Linked DNA regions of Rattus norvegicus: region 2 is linked to region 1. Evidence: chromatin contacts called from public Hi-C data. All regions are on one chromosome and are shown on one strand. The core of a region is the stretch at or near the end of the contact, and the rest is flanking DNA. Distances in the headings are between cores, read along the strand shown. Region 1 has its middle 68 kb from the start of Edn1. Region 2 has its middle 40 kb from the start of Tmem170b.

What was found. A called contact is a pair of places that touch in the nucleus more often than the background predicts.
Region 2: a Hi-C map of the A7r5 cell line shows a contact between it and region 1, with 5 times the contacts expected there. The contact joins two enhancer-like sites. A contact is called at or near these places in 6 of 12 Hi-C or Micro-C datasets (the A7r5 cell line, the Rat2 cell line, Schwann cells and 3 more).

Annotation. Positions count from the first base shown.
Region 1 is chr17:22,732,013-22,737,769 of GRCr8, reverse strand. No RefSeq gene overlaps it. Among named protein-coding and RNA genes, the nearest start is that of Edn1, 68 kb to the right of the region's middle. Within about 2 kb of position 3,214, at least 6 of the 93 cell types and tissues checked have an H3K27ac peak or open chromatin away from gene starts, as enhancers often do. A contact at or near this core is called in the A7r5 cell line, where this site is marked.
Region 2 is chr17:23,332,402-23,338,158 of GRCr8, reverse strand. It overlaps a transcript of Tmem170b not described here. Among named protein-coding and RNA genes, the nearest start is that of Tmem170b, 40 kb to the left of the region's middle. Within about 2 kb of position 3,513, at least 30 of the 93 cell types and tissues checked have an H3K27ac peak or open chromatin away from gene starts, as enhancers often do. A contact at or near this core is called in the A7r5 cell line, where this site is marked.

The sequences.
Region 1 (5,757 bases), core at 1,965-4,464:
CTTTGTCTTGTTACCTAATGTGTTCCTTATTTTTCTTGTTGTTGGAACAAAATACCTGGCAAGAAACAGCTTAAGGAATAAAGTTGTTTATTTAGTTAGGGGGTACAGTCCATCGTGATGGGGGACCGGAAAGCCACAGGAGCAGGAGGCAACTGCTCACCTTGTGTCCCTTACCAGGAAAGAAAGAGGGGCAAATGTGGGTTCTCTGCTTACTTTCTCCTTTAAGTAAAACCTGTGACCCCAGATCATGGGGGACATTGGATAGATCACCTGCTACCACATTCCCAGTGGGCCTTTCTTCTCTTCCTCCCTTAGATCTTTCTGGAAACTCTCTCAGACCTATCCAGAGTCCTGCCTTCATGGGATTTTTCTAAATCCCACTGAGTTGACAAGACTAACCATTGGACCTGGGTTCCTTCTAACTTGGGGCTGTCATAATAAAAGTGTGCAGTTTGAATGTTCCTTCATGGTGTTTGGTCGACAGAGGTTTCTACGTCTGTCATCTGTGCGTGCAGGAGGGGAACTGCATGCCCAGGGCATCTATGCGTCTGGCTTCGTAGGCCCTGCCATGCCTTTTCCAAACGGCTTTACCAATCCCTAGGCCCACATGAGATGCGGATGCTCTGTTTCTTTGCATCTTGCAGAACTGCCTTCTACTTAACCCTCCCTGGCAGTTTCTTCTTGAAATTTTCTGCCCCTCCACCCCTTCTCTGATCTTGCTTTTCCTCACCCTCACTAACTTTTCTTCTAAGTCTAGCACGCCTCTGTCTCGAACACTTGAGCTCTGTGTTCCTTCTTTTCCATGGATTTCCTTCTTACATGTTATCTGCATAGAAAGACATGGCTTCTGTTCTCCCCCCATCGTGTGGCCCAGCCCCACCTGACTTCATTTTCCTTTGTAATTCTCAGTTCCCGTCTTTAGGCCACACTTGTTTCCTATTGGTCTATACTGATAAAAGCACATTCCAGGACAGAAAGCACATTGTCTTTCTAGAGCAAGGTTGGATGTTCAAGTGTTTAGGTCTACACTTAACCAGGCACTTAAATATATGGTGTCCACAGAGATTCTCAATTTGGACTTAGCCTTTCTCCACCAACAGTTTTGTCCCATTAACCTGGTCTCTACAAAATCCATTCTTCTCTTCATTTGTTTTCTAGCTTTGTTTTCTTTCTTTGCTCTCAATACCAGGGATTGCACTCCAGCACTTGCGCATGCTTGCAGTCCCTCTCTGGTGAGCTGCATCTCCAATGTGGCTCCCTTAATTACCATCTCCTGTTTTGCCTCCTTTCCACCTTTCTTACTTCTCCTTACCACTCTGTCAGTTTTTCCTTTCATTCCTCTTACCCCATCCTGATGTCCCTTCTGGCCTTTAGAACTCTGAAGAGGTGGGGTTTCAGTGTGAGCTCTCTCTCAGGTGACGGCTCTGAACTGCAAGGCAGGAAGCAGGACATGTAGCAGGTGTGGCTAACACTTCATTCGCTCCGTTAAAAGCATGCGGCACCCTGAATGTGTCTTGATTTAGCTGGATTCTCCTCTCTCTTTTCTCCGTGCCTCTGATTACATGTACAGCTCACAAACACAACCATGTGATAGAGTTCACTCTGTTGTGACAGCAAGCCCCTTTTTCTGTGGAGTCACGGAATCATAATGTCGCACCCAGAGACGGTTATAAAACCTGCCTTCGGGGATGGAGAGCTGCCAGGCTCCTTCTGGATTTGATGGAGGGAGTTGATGATGCTTAGGGAACATGTGATAAGAAAAAAAGAGGCAGCTCAATCCATCGGAGTGGGCAGCCACCCAGACTTGTTGCTCTGCAGTCTAGCAAGGTTGTTGGCCTATTTCCAAGGATATATATATATATATATATATATATATATATATATATATAATATCCTTTAATGTTATATATACCTCTATTTCTATGTATATTATATATACTTCCATATATACCTCTAACTCTATATAGGTTTGGTGGTCTGCCTGTGTCTGTGTGAACATCGGTAACTAGAAAATACTAGTTAGTCATTCTAAAATGAGACACTAACAGAAGCAAGCTAAAGAAGCTGACTCAGGGGCCATTTGTAGCTTGAAGAAAGAAATGGTTTGCCCGTGATAACATAAACTGCAAAGGATTGTCGAGTTGAATCCTCTTAAACTGGCACTCCGTCATGCTGAAAGGGGAAGGGACATGACATGCGTACCTATATATCTGCAGATGGCCAAGCATCTATCCAGAATGGAGGGGGAGAGTGTATCTTAGGGCAGGCAGGAGAAGGAGAAGGATAAGGAGGAAGAGGGAGAGGGAGGAACACAGAGAGGAGGAGGGGAAGGGGGGATGAGGGAGGTATTACCTACCTGGGTCGACCTCTAGTGGTGAGGGGCTTGGTACTGTGAACACCCTTCAGGAGGTTTTCATCCCGCTGTGAATACACTTATGGGTGCATTTTACCAAGCAGTTTCTGAGGAGCACAGTGGCGCACAAGCGCGAGGATCAATTACCACCAGTGTGCATTCATTTTAGCTGCCCTCCTCTGACCTGACGTAGCTTCCAGGGGTTTCTGGCCAGGCATGTCTAGGCTCACAGTGGTCTTGTTCTTACTCATCTGTAACGGTTGTGTGGGTGACATGTGTGAGGAGAGTTTATTGATGCAATAAAACCCAGCCTTGGCATTCACTGGGTTGCCTGTGGGAAGCCACGCCCTCCTCTGGTTTTGTTTTGTTTTGTTTTGTTTTTTTTTTTTTTTTTTTTGGCAGCTTCCTGCTGTAGGATCTGAAACCTTCCTAGTGTGTTCTGTAGTTCGGCATGGGAGTGGAATCCTAGTCTAGGCAAAGGGATATGAAGATTTCTAGGAAAACCTTACTCTTTTCCTGACTTCCAAGGAGAGGTTTCTTCTGGTTCCTTCCTTCTGTGGAGGAGGAATATGATGGTTGCCAGGGCAGCCACACCTTTGTCATTATGTAGGATAGCTGTGAGACCTGTGCAAAAAATGACCCAGAGCCAAAACTGCTTCTCAAGAAAACACCACTTGGGGAGGATTTTCCTAGAGTCTCTTCTGAACTTTGAACTCTGACACCCAGTACTCTGAGATGCTGACATACTCTCAATCAAGGAGGCAGCCCAGATGAGTCCTTGATAGACTCTGTCATGCCTACTCTACTGTTAGATCCAAGAAGCATGGCCCCATGTCCAGCTTCATTAGTCAGTGAGCAGCAATGTACAGCACAGTGCCTAGGGTGACGTCAGCACTTAGTAATGTGGCTGAGTACAGGGATTTGGGCTGAGTAGTGTTAAAGAATAGAGTTTGAGGCATTTCATGAGGAAGTAAAGTCAATGTTACAGCTGTTTAAACGAATGACAGGCTGGGGGTGGTGGTGGTACATACCTTTAATCCCAGCACTGAAAAGGCAGAGGTAGGTGAATGTCCGTGAATTTGAGACCAGCCTGATCTACAGAGTGAGTTCTGGGAACAGCTAGGGTTACACAGAGAAACCCCTGTCTCAAACAAACAAACCATTAAGTAAATAATAGACAGATAGATGATAGGTAGATAAATAGATGACATCTTTCTTATGAATTGTTTATGCATTCACGGTTCTATAAATACATGGCCTGCATAATGTAGATGCTTAAGTATGTTTTCTGAAGTTGCACAATTATTGGAGAGTCTCCCTTTATCTGGGTGGTTTTTCTTCCCAGAACAAGTAAGGGCAAGCATCTCCATTTTTGCTGTCATTGCCCTCACCTCCTCTCACCATGGGCTGCCTCCATGAGTCTCCTACCATTTGCTCTCTGTGCTTGTGCCTCCACAGGGCATGTTCTCTGAAACTGCTTGTTATTTTGAGTGGTCTCTACCTCAAGACAGAATGACAGACGACCTTTCTCCATGGGCCCTCCGATGTCCTCATCAAAATCTGGTGTTGGAAGAGTCAATGCTTGTGCCATTATTTGTTCATGTTTCATTCTGTTCTGTGTGTGGGTCCATGAGTTTCATGATAGCCAAAGCGATGGTTTTCATCTAACACAGTAACAATACAATATCCTTACAGTAATGGTGGAGACAGAAAACACAATTCCTTATCTCCTTCTGTTTGCTCCTTCCACTGTTCAAAATTTTCATTGATTATCAAATTAATTTCATTGCACCCATTTTCTTCTGTGATGTGACTCCTCAACACACACACACACACACACACACACACACACACACACTCAAATGCACACGCACACGTCTCATACACAAACATACATGTACACGCACATGTACACAGTGAAATCTGGACCCAGAGATAGGAGCATCAGGGACACAGAATAGGCAGACAATACAATGACCAAAGGTTTGAAAACTCTAGATGAGAAAAGTGATGGGGGAATCAGGAAATTAACAAAAAATTAACAGCTTCATTATTAATGTCTTTAACTCAAGACTCCTGAACCTCTTGATGTCATTTTCTCTCCCCTAAACAAGGCCAAACTAAATTTGCCTTCAGGATCACTGTTTTCCTTTGGCTATTTATTTATTTATCTATTTATTTATTTATCTATTTATTTATCTATTTATTTGATGAGAATGCTTAAAATCTAATCATTCTAAAATAGGTAATAACTTATTAATAGCTTAGATCATCAGGCTGGTCAAAAGTCCTCTAAATTTTTTTTCCTGTCACTGAAAGTCACTGAAAGTGATTTGTTTCACGTCTATCAATAACTAAGTAAAAAGATAAGTGAGGCAAAAGGTTTGTCCACTAGCTTCTTCAATATTTCACATGGTCTCCTTTTTACAATGTATTAATTTATATATTTATCAGAACATCATTCCATACTCTGTGCCCTGTGCAGTTACAATTTGTCAATTGAAATTGAGACCGCCAAATAAAAATTAAAGCTCCCCAAATTTGTTCTTGGTAGTATTTGAGTTATGTGAATGAATTTCTGTGGCGTATATAGGCCTTGTTACACAATGGCAGTATAAATATTTGTGGGGTACTGAGTTCACACAGCAAGGCTGGATCCTGGACTATCTTAAGGGCTCATCTTAATTCTTCTGAACTGTCTGGTAATCTTTCTGTAGACTGCATGTCTTGTGGTAGGCATTTGAGTGGAGGCTAAAAGTGCTGCTTCTTGGAGAGCAAGGTATGAGTGTGCTTCAGGTGGAGAAGGTGCTGGAGCTCAGTCTACAGGGAAGTGCGCTTGGAGCCTAGGAAGTGTGATCAACCTCTAGGGTTAGAGTGGAAAGGGTATGCTATTCTCAAAGTAAATGCTCCCATATACACAAGATTTTCTACAAACGGGCTCCTGAGCTTAGTATCTAATCAGAAACCGATAATAAATGTGAACTGGGGAATTCCCAGATCTGCTGTGTCACTGAGAAACATCTGTAGCTACATGACTACGCTGAGCTCTGGACTGTGACTTAGAGAGAAGAATGACATTTAGAGTTCAAGTAGAGTGCTCTAAGTAACTAGGAGATCATGAAACAGCGAGAAAGTGGTTCTCTTATTCATGTTTGAAATAGCTTCTCACAGTACCTATGATCTCTTCTATAACTAAAACCAAACATTCCTGTGTGAACAGTGACTTTTTCCATGTCCACCTCTCTGACGTATCATTAGCTCCAAGAGGCAGAACTTACGGCCACCTTGTGAGCTACTATACTTTGTCACCTCACGTTAGCCACTACTTCATGAATACCCACGGCCTTCCAATTTAGAATGGTTCAGTTGGTTTTTTTTTTTTTTAATATTTTGGGGCTTTATAA
Region 2 (5,757 bases), core at 2,264-4,763, 600 kb before region 1:
ACACTGTAACTCTTTTTTAAGCTAAATGATATCTCAGTGCCTTGAAAGTTAAGAACCTAAGGGAGGGCTGGGGTTTGGCACCAATGAGCTGGCTCTGTGCACTTCACCTACAGAAAGATTCCAGAGCTTAAGGTGAGCCACTGAGACAAGTCCAGCTACTTAACTTTCTACAGTTCCAGTTCCATAGAAGTTAGCCACTGTGACAGATGACAACTGCTTTTACCACCCTTCACCACACGGGGGCATTCTCCTCTTTCTCCTTTTTTTTCTTTCTTTTTTTCCAAGTAAGTATGAAATTAGAAAACTGTAGTCAAACAAATTAAATGTGGGATTTTAAAGTTGAGTTTTATGTAAACTAGAGATTCCTGTGTGGACAGTGTTAGTTTAATATTGTAGTACAAAGGCAGACACTTTATGTAACCTTTAGAAATATGTTTACCATCAGGGATTTATTTTTACGATAGAAATACTAAATGTACTGTGAAGTTTAAAGACAGGAAGGATAGACATTGGAGGATGATACTCAGACAGAAGTGTGTTTGATGAACCCGCATTATGTGAACACGATTTCCCCTTCTGTTACGACTATAGACTACACTGTATGAGGATGTGTATTGCATGTTTACATAAAACAATTTCATTTTGAAGGATTATTTAAACTGTGTTTATATGTAATACCTAACAGGTTGTAAATATTGTATACTATTGATTTTTAATTTTATATGAGCAATTTTTTTATTTCCCAAGTCATGTACAAATCTCATTGTGTATATAGCATAACTCCCTGGAGACACAAATTTTGCAGTGAATTTTAAGTATTTTAATCGCAGTAAGCATCAGGTTAGCCTCAGAGATGCTGGTCCTTATTTTAAATTATTTTTCACCACACATTTTCTTCAAAGGGCAGCAATAAACATATGCAAGTTACTTTGATTCTTGAAAGTTGGCCTCAGAAGATAAGAATGCAGTTCAGTTCACTGCTGTAAAGGGAGACGCACAACTTACACCATCTGCGTCTGGTCCCAGGACAACTTCCGAGATCCATCTGCACATGGCTCTCCTCTTTGTAATATACAGGGTGAACTGCTGAAAACACACAGAATATATGTTAAAGTGAGTCCAGCACTTCAATGTCATTACACAGAATTTATTGGATTAAAGTTTGTAATATACAGTATTTTAATAAAGTTTCTGTATTCAATTTCATGCACTTATATATAAATAAACCTGTCTTTAAAAACTTTATACAGTGATGAACTCTTGGCTTGTTTCCATTCTGTCTCTCCTCACTTCGTTCCCAGTGGACTCACTGTGCTCTCACACACCAGTGAAGTGGTGTGGAGGCACTGGCATCTGTAAGATCTTGGATCCGATCCCTGGTTCCACAAAAGACATAGAAAATACAACTACATCCTCTCTGGATCTTTGTCACTTTTGTCTGGGCCAGCTTCACCTGTGGACTTTGAAAGAATTGGAAAGGTTAAGCAGCAAGTCGAAAGACAGTTTAGTCAACTTTATATTTGCTGGTAGCCAGTCTTGGCCTAAACCAATGCTGGGCCACATAAGCACTATTTCTAAGAGTCACTATTATAAAAATCATGTCACAGGGTGGGGTGGCAGCTCAGTCAGTAATGCTGGCAGCGTTTAGAGCCCCCGCACACATGTCAACAGTCAATGCCACGGCACATCCCTAGAAACAAGCACTAGGGTCACGGAGACAAAAGGCTCCCTGCTGCTTGCTTCTTAGCCAGTGCTGATTGGTAGTTCTAGGCCCAGTAGTGACTGTCTTTAAAAATAAGGTAGCCCTAGGGAGACGGCTCAGTGAGTGAAGGTGCTTGCCACTGAGGCTCATGGCCCGAATTCAATCTCTAGAACCCATATGGTGGAGAAAGTTCAAATATAAATGGAGAGGAATAGGAAGGCGACCTTGACACACATACGTGGCTTTATGGAACCTCAGGAGTCAAAGTCTAGTTGGAATTTGGGTTTTTAAAAGATTTCTGAGGGACACACCAAGCTAACGACCATCCTCTTGAGAAGGGAGCAGAGAGCCACACCCTGTGAATGTCACTGGAACAAAACCTAACCGAATTCTATAATGCCCAGGCTGTACAGTTCTCGAGTACACTGGTGTTCATTTAACTCCTACATTTACTAAACTGAAGTGTACTTTCCTCTTTTTTTGTAACAGAAAACGTTCTCATCCCGCCACATGAATTCCAAATTTCCTAAGTAAATACCTTTCCACACAGACCATGAACCCAATCAAATGAAACAGAAACATGAGACAAAGTACATCTTCCACAAATGCACACGAAGCTTATTACTTTGTAATTTCTTGGGCTCAAAGTAATATTTTGAAGTTTTTGAAGCAGGGTAAGTATCTTTACATATTTTATATCTGCTGAGCATTGTGAGAAGACCCTAGATTTCAGACAAGATCAGAGACAGAGAACCAAGAAAAAAGTTACGAGTCCGATTCCAAGCCTTGTGAAGAACAAGTCCTGTTCAGACAGGAGAAAACACCTCAGGCTTACTGATTGTGTGTGCACTTCCAACCCTGGTTAATTCATAAAATGATGACTGTGGTTTTAGGCAAAATGAAGGAACTCAACAAGACCCATGGTGCATCTTTCAAAGAAAAATTGGGTCTACCTCCAGAAACACTTGAGAAGCATCTAAACCTCTTGAGACTGTCTCCTTGCACTGAAATCATCATCATCACCACCACCACCACCACCATCACCACCACCACCACCATCACCATCATCATCACCACCACCATCACCATCATCATCATCACCATCATCATCACCATCACCACCACCACCATCATCACCATCACCACCACCACCACCACCATCATCACCATCACCACCACCACCACCATCATCACCATCACCACCACCACCACCATCATCACCATCACCACCACCACCACCATCACCATCATCACCACCACCACCACCATTAATTTGTCACCAGAGCCATTTCTGGGCTCATAGTCCTGAGGAGAGTTTGTAGAAAGGAATTGTGTTGGCTGGTTTAGTTGCCAGGCCACATTCTGTCACTAGATGGCAAAAGTGTTCCACCTTTTTCCACTTAGGCACCCAAATTAATTTAGTTTGGGCTTATTCCCTTAAGATGCGGCTAATTTTTGTTTGTTTGTTTGTTTGTTTGTTTGAACTCATAAGTGAGTAAATTAAATGAGGGAAAGCATGGTTTCTACATGACACTAACCCAATTTTTACTTTCTGAAGAAGGTTTAAGATACAGTGTTGGGGGTTATTTACAAATAAAAAATATCACACTAATTGTAATAATACTACTTTTTTTTTAACTATGTCATTAGCCTGACCTTGATTTATGTATTTTTCTTAAATCCAGACTTAATGCCTAAGGATATTTTATCAAATTGAATATAGTAGGAAGGTAGTGACGGTTACACAGTATCTGGGAGAAGAATACACCACCAATATTACACAACCTTACAGCACCATGACAATTGCCTGCCAAGTCCTGGTCTGCCACCCAGTGCTTCAACATGGCCATGTTCAGCTTCTGGGACTCTCAGTTTAAACATCAGTAAACCAGGAAGAACTCCCATTAGCCATTTGTCTTCAGGACAGGTAGGCAGTAATTCTAGGGAGTGATAATTAGGCGAAGCAAGGACCAGATTCTGGTTCTGGAGTAAGTGTGGTGCAGTTTTGAGAAATTTCTTTCACATTTAAACTGTCCCCTTGACCAGGGTGCTACTTCTGCCACAGAGCCTGCTGGGGGATTTTTCTTCTTTTTTTAGAAACAGTTATGGAGAGGAGCCTTACAAAGCAGAATGGGTGAAGTTGCTCAGCCAGCAAATTCCTTGCATTCCCTAGACCAAATATGTCCAAGCTGAGGAAGCCACAGCAGTGACTTCAGTGAGGTCCCCTGAAGGACAAGCATGCCGTGCCTGTCCGCCGTACCAGGTCAGCAGCCACCTCAGATCCTGTGGCTAATGGCTTTGTTGATGGTTGTACAGAAATAACTATAGCTGGGACCCCCGAAGGGTAAGTGCTTTTATGTACAGAGCTTCCGACTTGAAAGGCACACAGCGCATTACACAGTGTGCTCTGGGCTCTGTAGGGACTGCAGATAAACACGGGAGTTGCTTCCAGCTGTGGTCAGGACACCTCGAGAAGAGGACCTGAGAGTTCTCATAAGCCTGCCGTTCCTTCCTTGTCCCTTTATGTTGACACTGGTGCCATGGGGTGACTCTAAACAGTGATACAAAAAAGTATTAGGACACCTTACAGAAATGGGTGGGATTTTTCCTGAAGGAGAAACCTGGTTCTCTTTCTGGTCTGACCTCCATGTATGTGAGACTCCATTTTAACTCTAATGTGTCTGTTGGTCTACTTCTCCAGTGTAGATGAACTTCCCTTCTCTTCTCAGAGTTCGAGCTGAAGCTGTTCATGTAACACCATCTGAACAGGTGTGTTCTCTTACTTCCCTAGGCTGGGACGGATCTGTCACTGTGAACCCAACACCAACCTAAACTCAAGCTGTAGCCCCAACTGTATGCTCAACACTAGCACTGTGAAGCTTTAGTCTCTGCTTAGTTCAAGGTTGTGTAACCTGAGCTACTTCGTTTTTCAAGGTCAATGAGAAGGCAGGAGAAATTCAAATCTAAATCATTAAGTTCCCCCACCTCACCCCTGTGTATACGTGTGCCTAGAGAAAATATAAAAGTTGCTATTATGGGCAGAGTAGTAATTACATTGTTTCCCAAAATTTCCTTCAACCCTCTTTAACACACTTTATTTTATTTTCCCCGTCTGATCTTACTTGGAAAGTACTTTTGTTGTTCGTTTAGGGGACATGTTGCTCCTGTTTGGGTTGCAATGCAGGGCTTGGTGCACACTGGGAAAGCATTCTTCCACGGGGAAAAACCTCAATGTGTGTTTTGCTTCTGCTTTTCTGTCCAGAATACATTTACTTACTTGTTAAACAAAGGTCTTTCATGGGACTCGGGCAGCTGATTAAACAAAGTCTGTTCTGAGAGCCGCCCTACAGTGACTACAGCAGTCCTTGTCTGGACTCTGGTAAGCCTTGGAGGCCTGTGGGTTCTTTGGACACGGATTATTTCCTAGGTAGCCTGAGCCCAGCTCCTCTACACACCATAAACCTTCCTCCTAACGCTTTAGCGGAAAGGCCTGCCTGAGGTTCAGGTGGAATTGTTTGTTTGTGTTGGGAGTGAGGCAGTTACCCAGTTCCTTTATCATAATGGTTATATATCAGTGTCCAAGGACTGGTAAAGTATCCCTACATTGTTTTAATCAAGGCCTAAACTAACCAGACTGTTTTCCTTCCTAAATAAAGCTCGTGTGGATTCCAGGCTCTTGATTCTTCACTGATATAATCCGGAGCGCCAGTTAGCTGTTTCAGAAAAGGAAAATCCCTAAGTCAGAACCAGTCTTCCTGGTTATTTTGAGTTCCGCGCAGATGAAAGAACTAGAGGGTCCTTGGACTGTCCTAGTAGTGGGATGCTGTGTTAGATGTCTGCGGGACAGGGCCTGAGGAATGTCAGTAGCTGCCCCATGGCTGTGGTGGAAAAACTGAGTAGCATGCTCATCAGCTTCTGTCAGGATCAGGCGACAGCGTATCAGTTGTGACAACGGGATTCATTTGCGGTGTCAGAGACTGTCATGAAGAAACCATTAAAAGGTTAGGCTGAAGTTTAGCTTACAATGGTGTCCCCAGATAAAGACATTATGTCAC